Regions from separate parts of the Hordeum vulgare genome. Here region 1 is linked to region 2. Evidence: chromatin contacts called from public HiChIP or PLAC-seq data. All regions are on one chromosome and are shown on one strand. The core of a region is the stretch at or near the end of the contact, and the rest is flanking DNA. Distances in the headings are between cores, read along the strand shown.

The links. HiChIP or PLAC-seq counts read pairs in DNA pulled down with a chosen protein or histone mark.
Region 1: a contact with region 2 is called in an H3K4me3 HiChIP or PLAC-seq map of embryo, with 6 times the contacts expected there. The contact joins the promoter of LOC123402489 here to the promoter of LOC123402259 in region 2. A contact is called at or near these places in 1 of 6 Hi-C or Micro-C datasets (seedling) and 1 of 1 datasets of contacts at active chromatin or transcription factors (embryo).

What each region holds. Positions count from the first base shown.
Region 1 is chr6H:341,898,821-341,902,724 of MorexV3_pseudomolecules_assembly, reverse strand. It overlaps LOC123402489 (leucine-rich repeat receptor-like protein FASCIATED EAR2), which reads left to right and starts at 1,514. Exons shown (of 1, transcript XM_045096411.1): 1 at 1,514-3,904. The coding sequence starts at 1,672. The coding sequence ends at 3,519.
Region 2 is chr6H:340,985,955-340,990,041 of MorexV3_pseudomolecules_assembly, reverse strand. It overlaps LOC123402259 (vesicle transport protein GOT1-like), which reads right to left and starts at 2,449. Exons shown (of 7, transcript XM_045096154.1): 1 at 2,241-2,449; 2 at 56-132. The coding sequence starts at 83.

The DNA.
Region 1 (3,904 bases), core at 265-2,764, 910 kb before region 2:
CTGCAACACAAAGAAAAGTGTAGTGGAGTGGCTACTGATCCGCTCCAGAAATAGGGAACGCAGCCAAACAGATGTACAATATATTCAGATAGACACTGAATGATGGTTGTGACAAAATCCATGTAGTGAATAACTTACCAACATGCCACTGAAAGGATCTGGAATAGACCACTGAAACAAAGGGCTCTCTACAGCATGTCTGCCAAATGCAACAGGCTATGCATGCCCCAAGATTTGATGTGTGTCTCACTTTATTGTGTCGACTGAATTCTTTTGTGTTGTTATTACAATCATCAGTGGAGGTTTAAAAAAATGTGAGTTGGTAAGACTAAGTTCGAATTATCATATTTAATGGGTCATAGTTTTTTATTCCAAAAGAAGATGTTACACGGAAATACATGATTGATTTGATAAATTTAGATGTTACCAAAGGTCATGCACGTCGTTGCTGCATGAATTCAACCAATTTTCCTTTGTTTGCCCTGCTGTATAATACAAGCCCGTGTAACTCATCCCCCACCTTGGATCTATCGCAGTTTCAGTTTATTTTTTCTGAAAATTGGTGCTCCTTCCGATTGCTCACAATTTCAGTTTCGCTGATATGATACAAGTCCCTGTTTCAGTTTGTTTTGTCTAGAAAAATAATGTTACTAGCCAAGGATTAGACCAAGAAATTTCATGTTAATGACTACATATACCTGGATATTGTGGATTTGACTTGGTTACGGTAATTCTTGGGCATGATGCTGGAGTAATTCTTGAAGTTTCATATATTCTCCTCTTTCTTTGAGTTATCAATTAGCTTAATTGCATACACATGACTAGATATGCTTGTTGCATCTAGGTGTTTGCCCCGCAATGAACCCGTTGCAACGTACGGACATATTTACTATTAGTTATTAACCTACGTAAACTGCGGCACGTCTATGTTTTCTCGCCTCAGCCCGCGTTTGCAACCACGTCGGATGGCTGCCCCTACTCAGCCTATAAAAGTTCGTATCCTTTCGTACGTCTAGCATTATGGGGGTGTTTGTTTCCAGGGACTTTTTGATGTATGGACTAAAAAAAGTTTCTTTTAGTCCCATATGAAACAAACAAGAGAGATTTTTAGGGACTAAAATGAGCTATTTGGAACTACAAAAAGAAGTCTCTATGAGAGTCTTTTTGAGACTTTTTTGACACTTTTCCAACAGTGTCCCTACTTCTAGCATGTCATTTAATAACTTGTAGTATATTATTAGGGGTAACATGATCTTTTTGCATATCATTTAATGACCTCTAATCCCTGTTTAATCCATAAAAACAAATGAATAGGGACTGGGACTTTTTAGTTGGAATTTAAAAAATCCCAAGACTTCTAAAACAAAAAGGCCTATTGTTCTATCGGAGGCCGGATGGGAAACTCCACGACATTCACCGGTGCATCCCGCGAATGCGCCGTCGCCACCCGTCCATTCCGGCTCGAGAAAACGATTCTTCCCCATCGCCACCATTTTCCTCCAAATTACCGCACGCCCACACGAGACACGACGCACAATCACCTTCCACCCCGCGCCCCGCTGCACTGTCACCGATCCACTCTCTCCCACTGCCCAGCCACCACCTCCCACGCCGGCAGCGTTCAAACCCCGCAAAACCCTAGCCGGCCAACGCCACCACAACCGAACCACCATGCCGGCCACCCCTCTCGTCCTCGTCCTCGCCCTCTTGCTTCTGCTCCTAGCCGCCGGGCCGCGCCCCGTGGCCCCCGCCTCCACCGACCGCGCTGCGCTACTCGCCTTCCGGGCGTCCCTCGCCCCGCCCTCCCGCGTGGCGCTCTCCTCCTGGCACGGACCGCTCTCCGCGTCCTGGCTCGGCGTCTCGCTCCACCCACCCGCCGCCGCCGCCGTGGCCGCTCCACCCTCCGTCGCGGCGCTCGCGCTCCCGGGCCTCAACCTCTCCGGGCCGCTCCCGGCCCCTTCGCTCGCGCTCCTACGCCGCCTTCGAGAGCTCGACCTCTCCGCCAACGCCCTCTCCGGCGAGCTCCCCTGCTCCCTACCGCGCTCGCTTGTCGACCTCGACCTCTCCCGCAACGCGCTCTCCGGTGCCATCCCCACCTGCCTCCCTGCTTCGCTCCCGGCCCTCCGCACCCTCAATCTCTCGTCCAACTCTCTCGGATTCCCACTTTCCCCGTGGTTCTCCTTCTCCTCGCGCCTCGTTGCCCTCGACTTCTCCAGCAACGCCCTCTCTGGTGCCGTCCCGCCGCGTATCGTCGCCGACCCCGACGCATCCAGCCTCCTCCTCCTCGACCTCTCCCACAACCGCTTCTCCGGCGAGATCCCTGCGGGGATAACCGCGATACGGAGCCTGCAGGGCCTGTTCCTTGCGGACAATCAGCTGTCCGGGGAGATCCCGCCTGGGATTGGGAACCTGACCTACTTGCAGGCGCTGGATTTGTCACATAACCGGCTGTCCGGTCTAGTGCCTGCTGGGCTTGCCGGCTGCTTCCAGCTTCTGTACCTGCGTCTCGGGGGGAATCAGCTCTCTGGGGCGCTGCGGCCGGAGCTTGATGCACTTGATAGTCTGAAGGTTCTAGATTTGTCGAACAACAGGATATCTGGTGAGATTCCGCTGCCACTGGCTGGGTGCCGGTCTCTTGAGGTGGTGATCTTGTCGGGAAATGAGATCACCGGGCAGCTCAGTGGTGCTGTGGGGAAATGGCAGAGCCTGAGGTCGCTGTCGCTGGCTGATAACCAGCTCTCTGGCCAGCTACCAGATTGGATGTTCTCATTCCCGGTTCTCCAATGGCTTGATTTGTCTGGCAATAGGTTTGAGGGTTTCATTCCTGATGGTGGTTTCAATGCAAGTTCAGTGCTTAATGGCGCAGGAGGTGGTCAGGGCATTCCAGCAGGTGCTATGATTTCACCTCAACTGTTTGTATCAGCATCTGTAGATGCCACAGGCCAGCAGCTTGAACTGGGCTATGATCTTCGAGCAGCCCCTGGTATAGATCTATCAACGAATTTGCTCCATGGAGAGATACCTGAAGGGCTGGTTGCAATGAAGGGATTGGAGTATCTGAACCTTTCTTGTAATTACTTAGCTGGGCAGATCCCTGCAGGGCTTGGGGGGATGGGAAGGCTGCGAACGCTGGACTTCTCACATAATGGACTGTCAGGGGAGGTGCCTCCTGTAATTGCTGCCATGACAGAGCTCGAAGCCCTTAACCTCTCTTACAATAGCCTATCTGGGCCTTTGCCAGCAACCGATGGACTGCGGAAATTCCCAGGAGCGTTGGCAGGAAACCCTGGGATATGCGGTGGGGAAGGGTGCACTATGGATGGAACGATGCCAGAAGGGAAAATAGCCAGAAATAATCGTCATGGCTGGCTCAGTGACTGGCATGGAGAGAATGGATGGGTGTCCCTTGGGGCGTTCTCTATCAGCACGATGACTAGCTTCTTTGTGTCGTTGGCAACCTTGCTATGCTCCCCCAAGGCTAGGAATTTCGTGTTTCGGCCTGTGAGGATAGAGTATTGAGGTTAGAGGGTGGATCGGACAATAAGTTCTGTAAATACGAGAATGTGTGCGAAGTTTGAGTGATTTTAGTGTGCAGCTATTCTTGACAAAAGCAAGTTGTCTAGCTTGTTTGAATGATCAGGTATTACGCCTAGTGTTGTTGGCCTAGTATTGTTGTTCTACGGAGGTCTAAAACTTTTTCTGGTGTATTTGCATCCTTGCGAAAATCTGCTGGTTGTAATCCTGCCATTTCAGAGGATTGTGCACCAGTTTCTAGTTGAGATCAACAACTCCTGTTTCAGTGGATGTACATGATTAGGTGGTGCGTTGGCCACCAACGGATGAATGTTGTACCATGAGCAATTTCAGATGTAAATACCATGTATCCTTTTTATCATGCTGAGGC
Region 2 (4,087 bases), core at 1,200-3,699:
AAGTGCTTTGATCACTTGCAGTGAGTAGTAGTCCTAAATGAGAATAGAACTTTACTTTTGATCTCACTGATCTCGTAGGCCATTGCACCAGACCTGAAGATATTCCACCAAGGCAGCAACTGAGCCTGCAAACTTTCAAATACACATACATCAAGAAGGGTCTAGATTTCAAACCTTCCAAAGAAATCTAACCATTAATCAAAGTAAGGAAATTTGGTATGGTTTAACTCCAAAGTCGCCACATTAGCAGAGCACCAAAATATCCATCTCTGTAAAACCCCACTACAAATGCTCACTACAAAAAACATTTCTTCAAAATCTATCACCCTTCCTTTTGAGTTAGAAGGATATTACACTCAGAATAAGGGTGGTTTCACAAGGGTTGTGTGTGACTTCCTGAGGAGATGTTGGACCACAAAAAGGCAAAGAAGCTAAATGTGTTTCAAATTCGTCCAACCTTGCAAACAGTTGACTCGCCATGAAAACAAACTTAACAGCACATTTTTTGCAAAAGTATTTTATTAAGGCAAAAAAATTTGGTGATATATTTCTTAACTGGCAGCAGATCTATGGTGGTACTATTTTCACAAAAAAAGAATATCAAAATACAAACAGAAAAGATATTATACAACAGCTATATTATTTCTGAGTTAGTGCTCCTAACAGGTACCAACAGCCTATCACAACTAGTGATAGAGGGGAACAACAAAAAATGTCCATATCAGAAAGTAAGGATATACCATGAGCAATTCACACCTGCACATAAATCACTTAGGACCAACGTTTATTTCTACCTTCTGAAGAAATGCAGTGCTGGTTTGCAGGAAATTGAGGCGTTTACTATACCAGCACAGACGCGCTGATGCCTAGAGTACCTTATGTATTAAATTTAAACAAATATGGAAAACAGTAAGTTTCATAGTTTAAGGATCCCTACCCCTTCAGACCCAAATTTATAATATTCCCTAGCTTGTGAAGAAACAAGAATATGGCATTTGTGTGCTCAAGATCCTTGGAGCCCTTTTACTGAAAAATAATAATCAAAAATCGTATTTCAAATTTTCAAAAATGCTAAACAAAAATACTATGTATTCATATGGATGTATACTATATGTATGTAAAATACCAAAATTTAATGAGAAAATGCATTAACACGCGAGCTACACAAAAAAGGGAAACTCGTTGATTTTTTACAGTGAACAGGCGCACACTTTTCAGTGTTCACTGTTTTCAAAAGCACAATTCTGTAACTTTTGTGTAGCTCGCTTCTTAACGTATTTCATCATGTGAATTTACGTACACACAGTATACATCCATACAACAATGTCGAATTTTTTCAGAATTTTTGGAACTTTGAAATACGATATTTAAACTTTTCAAAAAAAAATCGGGTTCCATTGAGCCTGAGCACTAAAATGCATTTCTGCAGAAACAATTGCTATATAAAAAATTACCATCTGTTACAGAAAACTATGGGAATCACACAAGACAAATAACTTGCAGTAACAAACTCCAACTAGAGTCCAGAGAACAGAGTTTACCAACCAATCTTCACAGATATAAGATCAACTATATGATTTGAACTCTCTGTTAAGGGTTAACTCGCCAAGGGAACAAACTGTCAACTGATCTCCACGTTCAGGCTCCCAATGCAGTCATTAGCTTCTTGCAGGAGAGCAAGCCACCGGAGATCATGGAGTGAAGCTGCCACACACCTTACCACAGATCCATTTCTCTAGAACAGATATACAATCAAAGCAGAAGAGCTACAGGCATTTTACTCGGAAAAGTTAGGCCTATATGCCAGGGCAGCAGACGCTGAGCCAGATGATTAAGCCGCCACAGAAGTGGCGGATATTAGGTGCTAGCCTCTGTCCATGGTTAGTTGGTTACACATCTCCAACACTTGCAACCTACGGGCGCACAACACGGCGCGGCGGCTGTGGGCTTGCCTGGGTGAATACCGAGGAGCAGTGTCACTCACTTATACGGCGCCAAAACCGCAAGCGGCAGCGGCAGCTCGGATGGTTCAAGACTTCGATCGGGTGGAAACGGCGTTGCCGACGCGTAACGAGACCAATACACGTCGTGCCAGGGATTGCCCCCAACACGACCACTCGTAGCACGGGCAAGAAGAAGCACACCGCGCGCGGTGGCGGAAATCTCGGCGCTCACGGAGGGAATGGATCGGCTGCGGGGAGGAAGCAATCAGGGGACTGGGATTAGGGTTTATTACCTACCGATGAAGCACGGATCTCACACGGTGTCGGTGTGGTACGCTGGAATGGGGGTGGGGGTAGGAAATCGCGCGGCGTCCCGGCGAGCGACAGTTGTGAGAGAGAACGGCTAGAGCTCCCCGCGCGGTTGCCACCGGTCGCCAGCTCCGATGGTGACCGGAATAAGAGCAACTCTAGCAGACCCGTATACGACGGACAGTGGCCGTGTTTGATACTCTAACCTGGTCAGAGTTAGAGTTAGATTCTAACCCTTGAACTAACCTAAACTAACTCTAACTCTAAAGGTGTTTGGATGAAAGGGTTAGATGGACAATAAATGCTTTTTTTTAATCATTTGGCTACTTTAGACCTCTCTCTTTCCCTGGACCCCACCTACTCTAACCCAAAAAAGCACCTCTTAGGTGGGTTAGAGTTTTTGGGTGGGTTAGATGCATCTAACCAACTCTAACCCACATGTTTGGATCTTTGAGGGTTAGATGGTTTAAATCTAACCAACTCTAACTCTAACCCTAGGATCCAAACATGGCCAGTATCGTATGTTTACAGTATGTGAAAAACGTTTTTTACGAATTCTACCGCGGTCCTCGTCACCCGAAAAAACATGATATTTACTGAAATTGACTAAAAACATAAAATCAAATTTTCAAATCATAATACAACAACTATTCAGATTATAATAATTATTTAAATCTTCAAAATAAAGTAACATTTCAATAAAAAACTGTTCTTAACACAACAATGATGAAAATCACGCATGAATTAAATGAAATGAATGAAAAAATGGCAGAAATTGCTGCCCATGTCTGTGTCAATGGTGCACAATGAGATCCTCGTGAAGCTGATAGTGAGTGTTTGCGTTCTCAATCTTCCGGTACGTGTGAAGAAATGTTTGTATGCGGTCAGGGTCTCTAGCTCACTTCACACGCATACCGACGTTGTCGTAGAAGAATTCTAAGCTCATGATCCTTTCATCTTCGAGGGTCATACTATGAAGAATCACGCAACAATTCCTGATGTTTTTTAGGGTTCTTTTATCAAAAAACAAGCAGGACTACAAACAATAGCAAACCTTGATTGCCCCAAAGGCTATTTCATTATCTTTTCTCTGATCCTCTTGTATCTTTGCAAATTCAACATGCTTTCTAGTGTTGGTTTTTTTTATGCTCTTGACTAATATACATCAAGAAAGATAAATACCATGTGCAAAATAGTATCCCTTGATGTATTCATGTCCATTAATCATGTAGTTACAAGCAGGAGCATCACCACTAGCAAGTCTAGAAAACAAATGAGACTGTTGCAACACATTGATATCATTGAAAGTTCCCAGTATACCAAAAAAGCAATGTCAAATTTATAAATCCCTGGATGCTACGGCTTCTAACACAATTGTTGCATCACGAAACTTGCCACAATAATGCACGTGTCATGCCTTTGGGCGGGTTTTTCAAGTTCAATGCATGCAATCAACACTTCCTAGCATACCAGGCCAACCTCTCCTCTCACTTGTTGCCATCAACCATTTTTTGTGTCTTCCTCGTTGGGTGCACGAAGATAGACAGGGCCAAAGATGCAGACGATCACTTTGGCAAACATACGCACTCATTCAATTGTAGTATCTTCACCAATGCGAAGATATTTGTCGGCATAGTCAGTCGGAATTGTGAGATGCAATCACTCGCATAAGTGCCAAGATTTTTTTATATGCGCTAAAACCCTTCAAACCAACGGTGTTTCTCCTTTGAGTAAAAAAAATAAGAATTTGCCTCTCAATCTTGCACTAATTTTATGAAGAGGGGGCGGCGCATTTGATACCTTCTTCGGAAGAGGTGCGTCGAATATGTTGGATT